Regions from separate parts of the Hordeum vulgare genome. Here region 2 is linked to region 1. A link is a contact called in public Hi-C data. All regions are on one chromosome and are shown on one strand. Each heading gives the region's core, a stretch centred on a gene start, on an enhancer-like site or on the middle of the called end of the contact. The rest is flanking DNA. Distances are from core to core; before and after follow the strand shown.

Region 1 (6,930 bases), core at 1,618-4,117:
CTCCACGGCCTCCGACCCTTCGGGCGAACCTCACCATCGTCAACCATACTCTTCGGATGGTGAAACCCTTAATAAAGAGACGTAGCTCTGATACCAATTGAAAGGATCGATATGGTTGACTAGAGGAGGGGTGAATATGCAACTACCATTTTTTAGCTTGTCTTACCAAATTAACGTTAGCAACAAAAGGTTCTCTATATGAACGACTAGGTGAGCAACCTATATGATGCTAACTACAACGATAATAAGTGCAAGCAAGGAATACACCACAACAACAACAAGTACAAAGTAAAGGTAAGAGATAACCGCAAGTGGAACCGGTGGAGACGAGGATGTGTTACCGAAGTTCCTCCCCTTTGACAGGAAGTACGTCTCCGTTGGAGCGGTGTGGAGGCACAATGCTCCCCAAGAAGCCACTAGGGCCACCGTATTCTCCTCACGCCCACACACAATGCGAGGTGCCGTGATTCCACTATTGGTGCCCTTGAAGGCGGCGACCGGACCTTTACCAACAAGGTTGGGGCTATCTCCACACAAAGCTTGCTATCTCCCAACTAGACCACGAAGCTTCACCACAAATGGCATGTGGCTCCGAGGTGACCTCAACCGTCTAGGATGCTCAAACACCCAACAATAACAAGATCCGCAAGGGATTAGTGGGGGGAATCAAATATCTCTTGGTGGAAGTGTAGATCAAGGCCCTCTCAAACAATCCCTAGAAAATCAACAAGTTTGATTGCCTAGGGAGAGTGATCGGGCAAGAATAAGCTTATGGAGCAACAATGGAGCTTGGAGAGGTTAAAGGTGAGCTCCTCGAAGAAGAAGACACCTTTATATAGTGGGGGGTGGGGTCAGATCCAACTATTACCCACCCACCACAGCAATAGTCAAGCGGTACTACCGCTCCTAAGAGCGGTACTACCACTCTGCATCTCACCAACCACAATAGTATTAAATTACTACCGTGCCTACTACTGCGGGGGGAAAAGTATGCGAAAAAGTCCGTCGGAGCGGTAGTAAAAAATTACTACCGCACTGAGGGTGGTAGTACCGCTCATGGAGCGGTAGTAAAAAATTACTACCGCTCTGAGAGCGGTACTACCATTGGCCCTTTTGCATACATAATAAAGATGAGTATGGAGCTCCATTGTAGCTAAAGAAAAGGCGGTGCACTAAGTGTGTACATGATGATTCCACCCAAACCTTTCCGATGCGAACCCCCTCTTCATAGTACGACTTTTCTACGACTCAAAACCACCAAAGAGAAACGTAGAAAACAACTGTCTTCGAGAGATTCTGAGGGGCATCGAATCGTCTTGTGCCTAGATATGAATTATCTGAAATGCTCAATGCACACGATTAGTCCGCACATGCATTGTCATCAATGACTAAAACCGCTTAGGGAGAAATATGCCCTAACAGCCATCTCAGTCATTCAGAGGTTCTTATAAGGGTAAGTATGCGTGAGTGCGTGCGTTCGTTCATAGAGATGAATGTGCGCTCGGTCAGTGTGCGAGCGAACAGTCCGGTCATGAAAATGCGATTCAGATGGGCTTTTCAAACAGGCATGAGACACTCGGCTGGCCGACACCCCTCCCCGACCGCCGCGACGAAGCCTGCGTCCGCCTCGCCCATCGGCATCCCGTCCTCGACTTCGTCGTGCAAGCCGAAGAACATCACCTGATCGAACCGACGCCGTCGATAGAGAGAGGGAAGCGACTGTGGCGTCATAAGAATCAATAGAGGACATGAAGGAGCAGTTGTCCCCCAGCCACGCGCGGAACCCCGCACCCCATTCTTTCATCCACCGACAAGGATTGTGCCACTGGACCAGGATGAGACAAAGAAGAAGAAGGAAATCAACCGTCGTAGGGAGTACGAGGCGACGCCGACGACTGCGACTGTGATAGTAGAGGAGCATGTAACAAGGATGCAGATGGAGCATGCATCACAAATGTATGAGCTACATACGGGGCATGACGCAAGGATTCCCTAAGAGCAGGAGACAAGGATGACCTGGGAGCAGGAGGCATGGATGTCGTCCCGCAAATGATCCAGCCAGCCAGTGAGCTATCCATCACGCTCGGACATTGCTTCTTAGTTTTTGCATGTCCAAATTATTAAATTATGATTTATTTTGCTTTCTTTCGAACCGTTGAATTCAGACAATTCATGTTGTATAATCGATGCACATGCATTTCATGAATTTGAGATTCTGTATTTGAGATGTATAGATGTACAACAACCATATAAAAGATCCTTTAACATTGTTCATGAACACATTCATATAAAAAGTCAAATTTGCCAAATCCGGCTGTACATGCTCCAACCTAGCAGTGGACCATTTGTTCCGAGTGAAAATAAATAAATACACAATCGATGAATTCAGAAATAGGGGCTCATAGTTTGTCGCGCTTGAGACAATCACGTCCTGTCCAATTTTGATACTACAAGAAAAGGTTATCTTACGTACGCATGCAGCCAGACTTAGCGCTATGCCCGACCGTCACACCCGCCGACTGCTCCGCACCTGCCCGGCCGGCCGGCCGACGCACCATGATCCCAACACCATTGCCAAGCTCCAGGGCGGCGGCACACCGTGCTGTGAGATGCCGCAGCCGCCCCCACCTCCCCTCCGGCGAGCGTCGGCACCGTCCGTTCCAGTGTCATATGGTCAGCCCTTCGGATTTGGGCCGGGCGTGACGAATCCAAACTTTCTCTGTTGGGCTGGTTGTGGTTTATGGGCCTCTCTGTTTGGGTTGGTTGTGGCTGATGGGCTTCTGTTTGTTGTTGTGCGATTGCTTTGCTCAGTCCCTTTTGAGCCCACATAATAAGAGGAACCCCCACCCACTCGAAAAAAAAGAAGAAGAAAAACCCTAGACTCAAAGCCCCGCAGGCCGCAGCCCGAGCCGTCGCGAAGCGTGAAGAAGACATGGGGCGGCCGTACGCAGTCAAGGGGAAGAAGAAGCGGAAGCTGGAAGGCGGCGAAGCCTCGCGCGCCCCTCCGGTCGACGCCGAGGAGGTGGAGCTAGAGGGCAAGGAAAATGAGGAGGTGACGGAGGGGGAGGCGGCGCCAGAGGCCTTTGCCGAGGAGGTGGGGGATGGGATCCCCATCGTGCCCCGCCCGCTGGACAGTAAGCGGCGGCCGGGCGCTATCTTCGTACTTGAGAGGGCCTGCCTCGAGGTCGGCAAAGTCGGCAAGGTATGCTTCTTCTATGGACTATGGACCAATAAATCAGTGATTTATTTCTGACTGTGACCGATTGTTTCTCCTTTGGCGGTCGAATTCAGCTTTAGATAAATTTCTTCGAATAGCTGGTTTATTCATGTGCTACTTTAGGTAGCAATGGTCGAAAATTAGTGGCTGCTACCTGCTAGGATGCAGTAAAGAGCAAGTGTTAACTAATTATACCAGAGCAGCTATATTCCTTACAAGACATCTGCTGATTAAAGAGACTACACCTCGTCCTAAACAAAAAGCCCCTTATTTTATGTCAGTTTTACTGATTCTTTTAACTGTTTCTATAGGGTATGCAAATCTTGAATTCGGATGATCACGCTAATTATTTAAGGAAGCAGAATCGCAATCCAGCTGATTATAGGCCTGATATCATCCACCAGGTATTCTAAATTTTCGTCATTATTATTTTCTTTCGGGTACTGTAATACTCCCTCCGTCCCAAATTAAGTGACTCATCTTTGTACTAAAGTTAGTACAAAGTTGAGTCACTTATTTTTGGGACAGAGGGAGTATTATCCATCCATAAGTTCCTGTTGTAAGTCAAAGGGAACCAAACTTAATTTGTTTGTCAACGTGAATACTAGCATTTGTTTCCTCTCTTTTGGTTGTTGAACCCTGTTTGGGTATCTGAATAGCTACAATGTATGACAGTTATGAATTTCGCCCCAAAATTTTTTGCAGGCACTACTAGCAATATTTGATAGCCCCCTAACTAAGGCTGGCAGGTTACAAGCTGTTTATGTTAGGACTGAAAAGGGAGTGTTGTTTGAAATCAAGCCTCATGTTCGCATGCCACGGACGTTCAAGCGTTTCTGTGGTTTGATGTGTAAGTTCCAAATAATAGAAGTAGTGCATGTTCTTCACCTTTTAAGTCATTTATTCCCTCTGTACCGAAGTACTTGTAGCTGGGGGAAACTAGTACAAGTTTCCCCAACTATAAGTATTTCGGTACAGTGCTAATATTTCATGAACCATGCTGACCTGCAAGTTATACAACATCACAGCACAGTTATTGCAAAAGCTGAGCATCACGGCAGTTGGGAAGCGTGAGAAGCTCCTTAATGTTATTAAAAATCCTGTTACCCAGTATCTACCTGTTGGCACACGGAAGATTGGTGAGAAAATTATCTATTTAGTAGAACTTCTATCTGGATCAGATAAGGATGCTAATTGATGTGTTTTTGGTCATTAGGCCTTTCATATAGTGCGGAGAAGGCAGTTAATTTGTGTGACTATGTTGCTAAGTCCAATGATGATGAACCTCTTGTGTTTGTGGTGAGTGGAACTGTAAAAGCTTTGATTTTGTACTAATTTGTTTTCTATCATCTGTTGCTTCCTTGTGCATAATCTCATATTGTCTGCACATAATTATTCCAGGTTGGTGCCATGGCCCATGGAAAGGTTGACAAGGAATACTCAGATGATTACATACAGAGTAAGTAACCCTGTTTGAAATAAGAACTCTAGTCCTGAGAACTTCCTAAACTTCTGATAAGGGTGATACTATATATGTTTGTTAAATCAGTATGTTTTTCAGTTATTTTGATCTTTTGAGAGTTTACAAATGGGTGTTAGATAAATTCTTGTTGGTATTAACTATTAAATGAGGTTTAGTCTCTTTCATATTTTCTGAAACTATCCAATTCCTGGATTTCCTTTATTTCGATAATTAACTGCCTCGAATAAGTTGGGCTTGGGATACCTTTGTTGTAACTTATACTCCCTCCGTCCTATAATATAAGAGCGTTTTTGACACTACACTAGTGTTAAAAACACTTATATTATGGGTCAGAGGGAGTAGTAGTTACTGGTTTGGATTAAATACGCTTCTGATTCTTGGTGGTTTTAGCATCAGCGGCAAGCTCTTTCCGACATCTTTTGTATGAACATGAAACCATCAATTAGGTTTGAGTTCACAAGTATCGCCTAGATCTATATTGCTATTCTCTGCCTCAAGTTGTATTATCGCCGCACCATCTAGTTTCTTGATTGTACCCCCTTTTACTTTGACCTGTAGTGACATATTACCTTATTCTTGCAGTTAGCGGTTACCCTCTCAGTGCTGCCTGTTGCCTGAATCGAATATGCAGTGCCTTGGAGCAGAAATGGAGCATCCAGTGAAGGGAAGATTGAAAACGAATATTACAGCTTTGTGATCAGATTTTTATGTACCCATTAGCTCTAATAGTCTTGTTGTGCCTTTTCAAGTCTTATATGTCTACCGTATTAGTTTTGTCGGAGACATGAATCAGTGGCTGTAAAAGTATTAACATTGAATGTTTCAAGTGCTTATGGTCCTTGCAGTCAAGTCATTTTTGGTGAAATTTACTTTGCTTGAAGCGTCCTCAACTGATGTTTAAACATAGCTGGGCCACATTTACGCCCAAAATCTCGTGGGCGTGTGTTTGGTTCGCTGCTGCGCAGCCAGAGGCGTGTTGAGAAAATGCATTCTTTTTCTATCACTGTTTTTCTACCGAGATTCTATGAAATTTAGTAATTTTAAAATTTCATTGTGGTTCCAAGTTGCAGCTTAATCTTCTAAAAATTTGGCTCGTGCGGTTAGGCAGCCCCAAGATTTTGTTGCGGACACCGCTCATCCAGGCAGAGACTTGTTGATTAGCCTGGTTGTAATGGGGAGTATCATATATTAGTATCATACATATGATACTACATCCGTAATGCGTAGTATCATGTGCTAGTATCATAAAACAGTTCATTTATTGCCATGCATGACACATAGTAGCACAACATTTAATATGATACGGTATCATAATATGATACTCAATCCTCTTTTTTTTCATTTAATTTCATGTCACATCATCAAATATGCCTAGTTGGCATGCATGATACTATTTATGATACTTCCATTACGACCAGCCTTATGTGCATTGTGTTATGTTCGAGTAGGCATTTGCTCAATGTAGTTGTATATAGGGCTAGTTTGGTTTGCGTCCTCGTTATTCTTAGCTGGCCTGAAGCATCCCTGAAAGTTGCCTGAGATTCGTTTGGTTGCTGCCTGGAAAAGCCTAAAGTAGCCTGCCATGTACTCCCATCCGTTCCTAAATATAAGATATTTTATAGATTTCATTATGAACTACATACGAATGTATATAGCCATATTTTAGAATGATTCATTTATTTCGCTCCGCATGTAATCTCTAATAAAATCTCTAAAATGTCTTATACTCCCGGGTAGTAACGAAGGGGGTATTTAGGAACGAAGGGGGGGGGGGTATTTAGGTTTTAGAATGATTCATTTATTTCGCTCCACATGTAATCTCTAATAAAATCTCTAAAATGTCTTATACTCCCGGGTAGTAACGAAAAGGGTATTTAGGAACAAGGGGGGGGGGGGGGGGTATTTAGGAACGAAGGGAGTGGTAGCCTGAGAAGTAATTAGCCTGGCTAGAGAGCCAAGCAAGTAGTTAGCCTCACCCATGCATGGGGATGTTCACTGCATTTTTTATTGGTTGTTGATGGATGAAGTCCCGGGTGAGTACTTTTTTATGGACTAACAAAAGGAGATTGCAGGGAAGCCAAGGACACCAGCCAAACACACTTACACATGCTAGCCATCGTCATCACCAATGCTTCCTTTTTTGTGGGAGAATCAATCTTCATCAACATCTTCACGAGTACCATCTCATCTCAAACCCTAATTCATCTCTTGTATTCAATCTTTGTCTCAA
Region 2 (6,930 bases), core at 1,794-4,293, 320 kb before region 1:
ATCCTATATGAAGGTTCCATGATTCCACGTTTACAATGACATAGTATATAATATGATTGCACTACTCGAGTTAGTCCTAGTAACTCATGGAGTTTTGTCCAAGTATCAGATGGAAAAGCTAGCACAAAGAAACTTGCAACCTTCTTTGATACTCCCTCCGTCCCAAAATAACTGTCAGTTATTTTGGGACGGAGGGAGTAGTAGATAAATAGCTAAAAATAAAAGAAGCAAGCAAACCTTATTTCAAATGGTTTTCCGCCAGGAGGTTCGTGGAACCGTAGATCATCCATATATGCAAGATATGAATGTAATAGCATGTCTTTCATGTCCCTGACTACTGTACAGCCTCCTGTGATAGTGCTCCATGTTCCATCCTGCATTTCAATTTAGCTACTCATGTAAAACAAGCACTCCCTTGTTTTTTATGTCGGAAATATTTTGACCGTCCAATTTTGTAATTTGAGCATGAGTTTATTGTACAATATTTTGTTAATAGATACAAAATTACAAGCATAATAAATTGATTTTGAACAATAACCCAACAGCACTAACTTGCGTAAAATAATCAACATATCATTGGATTAATTGTTGTCCCCAACATGGATTTTGACACTTCAAAGTTTGAGAAGTGCATAAACAGCATAATTTCAAAGTAGCATTATAAAAATAAAATCATGAATATACCACAAAGCAATGAACGAGTGGCCTTTCTTTTCCTTCACCGAGTGCATCAAATGTGGCCATTACTGGTGCTAGAAAGCCGTATGCTAACCCAGCAAGTACACTTCCAAGGACGCCAACTATTAGCCACATGACTAAAACCCCAGATACAGAAATAAGAAGCAGCAGCTTCACAACAGGTCCCACCAGCTTGGTTCTGCCTTCATAGAAAGGGGATCACTGGTCAGCAACTCAGCATATCTATGTACATAGAGCCATCACATGATATTTTCTTTTCAGATAGATTTGTACTCCCTCTGTACCTAAATAATTGTAGTTTGGAAGAACTAGTCTAGTTCTCCCAAACTACAATTATTTAGGTACAGAGGGAGTACAAAACTGTGAACGCTACCTGATGATGCAGTAGTATGTCCAAATCACATGCATAGGCCATAATCCCAGAACGAGTGCAGATATTCCGATCGCCATAATAAACCAGGCCCATGGGCCAAACAGAACACCTGGATAGGCAAAATCAGAAAAGAACAGAGGACTGCAAATCAGACTATGAAACAAAACATGAGTACCAAAATGGCAACTCTGATTTCTGGAAGTAACAAATTTCGATCACCCTTGCGGTCATTTACTTTCAATACCACAGTTACATATCTTTCCTTGGATACCACTTGAGTTTTCAGTTGCAATGACCAGTAGTGGTCAGTTATATCGCACATACAAAGGTTGAAGCAGCAAAAATGGCTCAAAATCCAAAATGTTCATGACCGTTTTCAGAAAAAAGAAAGAAAACTCATTATCTTATACTCCCTCACACAAGTCTCTAATAATTCTTATATGTGTGAACAGAGGGAGTACTACAGTCTACAGAAGACCTGTGAATCTAGCCAGCTGATGTGTCATTTCAGAGAACGTGCCTACACCCAGCTAATATGAACTCTGTTCCTTTTCTAAAAATATGAACTCTGTTAGTTCCATCACTGATGAAACAAAAAGTACTCCCACATATGGAATCTGTACAAAAAGTACTCACTTGTAGATTCTATAATGAGAAATTGTGGAATGCTCCAAGAAAGTAAAAGAGCAAAGCCTATTGATACAAGATAACAGGGTGATCAACACAAGCAAGCAACCACATGATGGAATGAAGCCCAAATACTTCAGACAAATACCTGTTTAATCAGTCATTCTGCATTTTTAAACTAATAAACGCATCAAACATAGACAAGTAGGTACTGATGTGTAAATTTTTCATCACATGGTTCTGTAGAAAATAATCATCTGATGCAATTCTAATCCATAGTACTTTCTTAGGACAGCAAAGAGAAGCAAAGGGAACTAATATAGACAGGAGCAGGCGTTGTGATCACCTTTGATGATCCCCAGGAGAAGAAGGCCACAGAAGAAGGGCAAAAACTTGAAGCAGCTCCAGACAGAGGCCCGGAACCCAGTCAATGGCTCCATGACAAGCCCGGTCAACCCAAGACTCTGCTCAATCCCTTCCTGAAGGAAAGTTCCTCCCCTTCGAGAGCAAGAGCAAGCAACGTTATCCAACCCCACGAACTTGGCAAGACGGCAGCAGAAGAATGAGAAAACTAAAACAGAGCTTGCTTCCAGGAAGAATTTTCAAGAACCGTTAGCAATCAATCCCAAGGCCGAAGAGACAAAGATAGGCAGGAGAAAGCGGGTCCTGCTGACTGCTGCGGGTGGTTGGGGTTTGGCAAGAGCAGGCGGCGGCCTGGGGATTGGCGGTGGGTACGGGCGGTTAACTAACTAAACAAGAACAAGCACCAAAGGGGAAGCGAGAAAACTAGCAATAAATCGAGAAAAAGTGGGACTGGCTTCGCAGCCGCCCTGTGCTGTCACTGCTGTTTTGGCTGTGCCCTGAGGCTGAGAGAGGGAATCTGATGCTAAGCCACTGGCTGGGAGGAGCAGAGGTTTCTTGCTCTTGGGGCTAGGGGTTTCAGATTGTTAGTTTAATACGGAGATTTGGAAAAGGAAAGGAGCTCGGTTTGCTGGTGGGGTGCAGGTTGCAAGGGGGAATGAAGACGAAAGGGACGGGACAACGAATGGTCACACAGATTCGTGCGTACTTCTGGCGCAAACACACGAGGGATACCTGACAGGAGGGGCCGAGGGATCATGTCAAATTAATTGCTGCTAAGTTTGTACTACGGGATTGAGATGATTATCCCTTTGAATCACACTTGCTCTTGTCCTTGTATCTTTATTCTAATACTAAAACGGCTATTATTTCAGTCGAAAAACCCGTTGCGGCACGTTTATAAAAACGTCCCTGCAGTTTTATGTATTCAACCTGCAGTCCCTATGTGAGTGGATTTAGAAAAACGTTTCGATTTTGCAAATTAACCCCTGCGTTTTGTAATAATTCCGCCCGTGCTCCTTATCCACTGGCAGAGAAGGGGGAGGGGGGGGGAGGGGGGGGGGGGGGGGGGGGGGAAGGTCCATGTCGACGCAAGGGGCGTTTGGCCATCCATGGCGGCCTCCCTGAAACGAAGGACGAGAAGGCGGACGTCGTGCGCACGTGCTCACATAAGGGAGGCCACCCTTGCTGCGCTCGTGGGCGTTGATGGAGGGTGGAAGGGGGACATATTTGGGTGGGTACGCTGGCCGCCGGTATCTGCCGACGAGGAAGACGGGCGAATCCGGGCTCGGCATCGAAGGATCTGTCGGCTTCCTCCACTGACCGCGGCGCCCTCCTCATCCAAAGAAAGATAGGGAGTAGGGTGTGAGCGTGAGAGGACACAAAAGAAGAAAGGAAAAGGAGAAGGAGAAACTGAGGGACGTGGTCGCCGACGGTGGCGACTTCGGTGACCGGCCGAGGCGTTGGGCGACAAGCTCCTGTTCACGCAGCGGTAGAGGGCGCCTTCGCGGCGACCAACAATCAGTTCATCCGAAAAAGAGAGGCTCCAACAGGCCGGATTTAGCACTCGCTCTCTCCCCCAAGGTTGAGGAGGCTGAATGTGATGGCAGCCACCGTTCCCCTGTGTCGCCCATGCAAGAGAAACGTGGCCGCGGACGCCCCAGCGAAGTGGCTCGCCTCCCCACCGCCGCTTGGGATCCACACTCCGTGTGGCCACCCACGTTGAGTCTTATCCCCCTTGAAACCTAACCGTGGATGCTCACCTAAGTACGATGGAAGCTTTTTCCCTTTGTCACCATGGATAGCAGACAGTAAATGGGGTCAAGGGAAGTTGGTCAGGCTCGAGCAGTACATGTTTACCATTGCTGGCTGTTGCCGGGAGAGGTACGTTGGTTTGATTTTTTTCAAGACCCCGAACTGAAACAAGTCACTTGCGCCATTTCAATGATGCAAAGTTTTAGTGTCTTTGCCGAGGAAATTGTGTGCAGAGAAGCAGCCTTGATCTTACATGTTAAACCTATTTTTGCAGAACCAAATACTGACAATAAGAGATCGTATATGCTTAGTTGCATGGTGAATTTGATTGAAATCTAATTAGTATGGATGGTAAACAACACTTTTATGCAACATATCAGTCAAGATACAAAGGAACAAGATCTGCCTTAAGGTGCGTCGGGTCGGCGATGGGTTTGTGTTAGACATGAACCGAGCTATCTATAAGTGATAGAAAATGCATGGTTGCTTGTGCGCTCCCTTTATGCTAAGCAATGGACAAATATGCCAACTTATTTTTCCTTTTGTGATTGCCTTTTTTCTTAGTGGCTAATCTATAACTGCCCTGTAATAATCACTTTCTCTTTTTACATCAGCATGATTTAGTCGATGGAGTCCCGCTGCTAAAGGACGTGAGAGGCAGTGCTATCGTTGGAAGTTTACTTTTCTAATCACAAGGATCCGGGAGTACAAGAGTACATACTTTACTGAATTCTATAGCTCTATTTTTTGACATGCCGGTTGATTAATTTTATGTTAAATCAAAGTTGTTATCGGAAAAATACTTACCTACTTAAAGAAGGTCCTAATATAAAAAATGTTGGCATAGTTTTCAGGCATCCTATCATTCAAATCTACTTCGGACACGAGATGACACATCAACATTTTGATGCCTCAAGTGATAGCTGGAGAACAAGGGTACCAAAATAAATTCACGGTCTCTTTGCTCAATTCTATGCTTCTCAAAATGCTTTATTTTATGCCCATAATATCATAGTATGAATTGTTCTAGGAGCAGTTTGCTTTGTCGACCATCAGTAATAGTAATTCATTCGTACATATAATATATGTTCCGCATTTATGTCTGAAATAGTGGTATGTTTGGCTTTGGCAATTGGAAACCCCATGTGTGTAGTTTTTTCAGTTGATATAATTCGCTTATGCTCAAGGCAAGATATACATCATGGTTGCTTCATGTAGCTTAAAGGGTTTGGGGCAGTGTCAAGAGGCTCTTGAAGTAAGAAGAAGACATGCCTACATATTATACACAACAGGCTTCTGACTTCTGTGGTTCTTCAGGCCTTGCGTCTGTGAAACATCTATGCTAGGTGGCCACACTTTAGCCACCTTCATTTGATGAGGTACATTCAGATTCAATTTTTTTATTAATTAATGGATGATTATCTTCTCATTACAGTGCTGGAAAATTTGATGAAAAATTATCTTCTCTTTGATTGTCAAGTTTCTAGAGTTCATTGCTATGAAAGAAGGCATAGATTGTCTTGTGGAATTGCGAGTAGAATGGCAGTTAAAAATCTACGACATGCAATACATTTTTTTGGAGCTACATGGAAACCAAAGTAAGCACATGTATCCCTCCTCTTTTCATATGCTGATGGTATGCCACTGTAAGTATGGTCCATTTTGGAAGCCACAATATGTCAGCATATAACTGGTCAATGTACTATGCGATTGTGCTGTTATGTGAAAAATGATGCTGCGCTGCAAAAAGAAATCGTTCCACACAATTATTTCATTGTGCTTTGCTTTTGAAATGTTTCCAAGTTCCAAGTGTAATGATATTATATTAATCATAAGAGCGATTTTGAAATTGAGTGCTATTTGGCTGCAATCGCCACACGATTTTCATGCAGTACAAAATCGCAGGAGACGGCGGTAGATCATGTCGACTTAGGCTACAATGTCGCTGCAAATCTGGCTACCGCTAAATCCTTTCTGGCGCAATTTTAATCAATGATTATGAGTAACAGTACTAAATTTTAAATTGTAAGTGCATCTAGTGCCCCTTAGTGATTTTGGTGGTTTGAAGACTTATAGGTTAAGTATCTAATGTGTTTATGAGTGTACACAGGATCTATAAGCCACTGAGGAGTTTGAAATATTTGATGAATATCGACCCCTAAAAATATATATCTTCGGTTGAAGAAATTGGTCTGAAGCTGAAGAATTGAATCGCGAAGAATCTGTGATAAAATTGATATTCCTCATGAAGATATTGAATTTGAGGAATTCGGTATGTCCTGAAGAAAATCATTCTGAAGACTTTGAAGCATGGGGATTTACTCTTTCTGTTTTGTTTTCTTCACACTTGAGTAATAGGAACACCGTACTATTAAAGGGGGTCGAAGTTACACTTTGGAATGAATTTCCTCATGATGCTCAACCCAAGCCTAATCCTACCAAAAGCCTCAAGTGAGGAATATGAGTGACATGAGGACTCTCACAGTTGAGGGTCCCGACCGTTTCGATAGCCACGCCACATCATTGGTCTTATCCACACCAACGGTCATATTATTTAAGGGCATTAGTGTCAAATCATGTCGGGATGCTCCCAGGCTATAAATAGCCGCCCCCCACAACCATTAGCTGGTTGGATGCTCCGTTAGAAACTGACACTTGTCATAAGAGCAACCCAATTCCTCAGAGTCTTCGAGAGTAAATCATCAGTGAGGAAATACCCCAAACACCAAACCATAAACCTAGAACCAAGTGATTGAGCATCACTGAAGAAGTTGTTCCTGTGTGGGACTGAATCCTTTTTCCTTTGAGGACTGTGCATCCTCCAGACGGTTAGGCGTCATGGTCTAGAGCAATCCAGCAGTCAATTGTGGATCGCCGGGTGACCAAGTTTGTGAGGGTTTGTGTCACGCACAAGATGCGATCCTATCCTCAATTTGGCACGAAGGGCTCGTCAAGGATAGAAGCGCATCTCGTCGTGTCGCAAGAATGGATATCGTTACAAGCACATGTACTGAAAAGAAGAGATATATATATATATATATAGTTGGCTTACACTCGCCACAAGCTACATCAGAGTCACAACAGTACAATACATAAACATCATGAAGAAGAGCAGG

Evidence for each region. Hi-C and Micro-C count contacts between places; a contact is called where the count stands out from the background.
Region 2: a contact with region 1 is called in a Hi-C map of leaf, with 2.5 times the contacts expected there. The contact joins the promoter of LOC123406286 here to the promoter of LOC123403065 in region 1. A contact is called at or near these places in 2 of 6 Hi-C or Micro-C datasets (leaf and seedling) and 1 of 1 datasets of contacts at active chromatin or transcription factors (embryo).

Annotation. Positions count from the first base shown.
Region 1 is chr6H:334,298,519-334,305,448 of MorexV3_pseudomolecules_assembly, reverse strand. LOC123403065 (ribosomal RNA small subunit methyltransferase nep-1-like) reads left to right here and starts at 2,867. Exons shown (of 7, transcript XM_045097037.1): 1 at 2,867-3,202; 2 at 3,529-3,621; 3 at 3,923-4,067; 4 at 4,246-4,356; 5 at 4,434-4,516; 6 at 4,619-4,676; 7 at 5,283-5,569. The coding sequence starts at 2,933. The coding sequence ends at 5,362.
Region 2 is chr6H:334,619,361-334,626,290 of MorexV3_pseudomolecules_assembly, reverse strand. It overlaps LOC123406286, which reads right to left and starts at 3,043. Exons shown (of 10, transcript XM_045099774.1): 1 at 2,046-3,043; 2 at 1,073-1,181; 3 at 685-877; 4 at 238-374. The coding sequence starts at 2,139.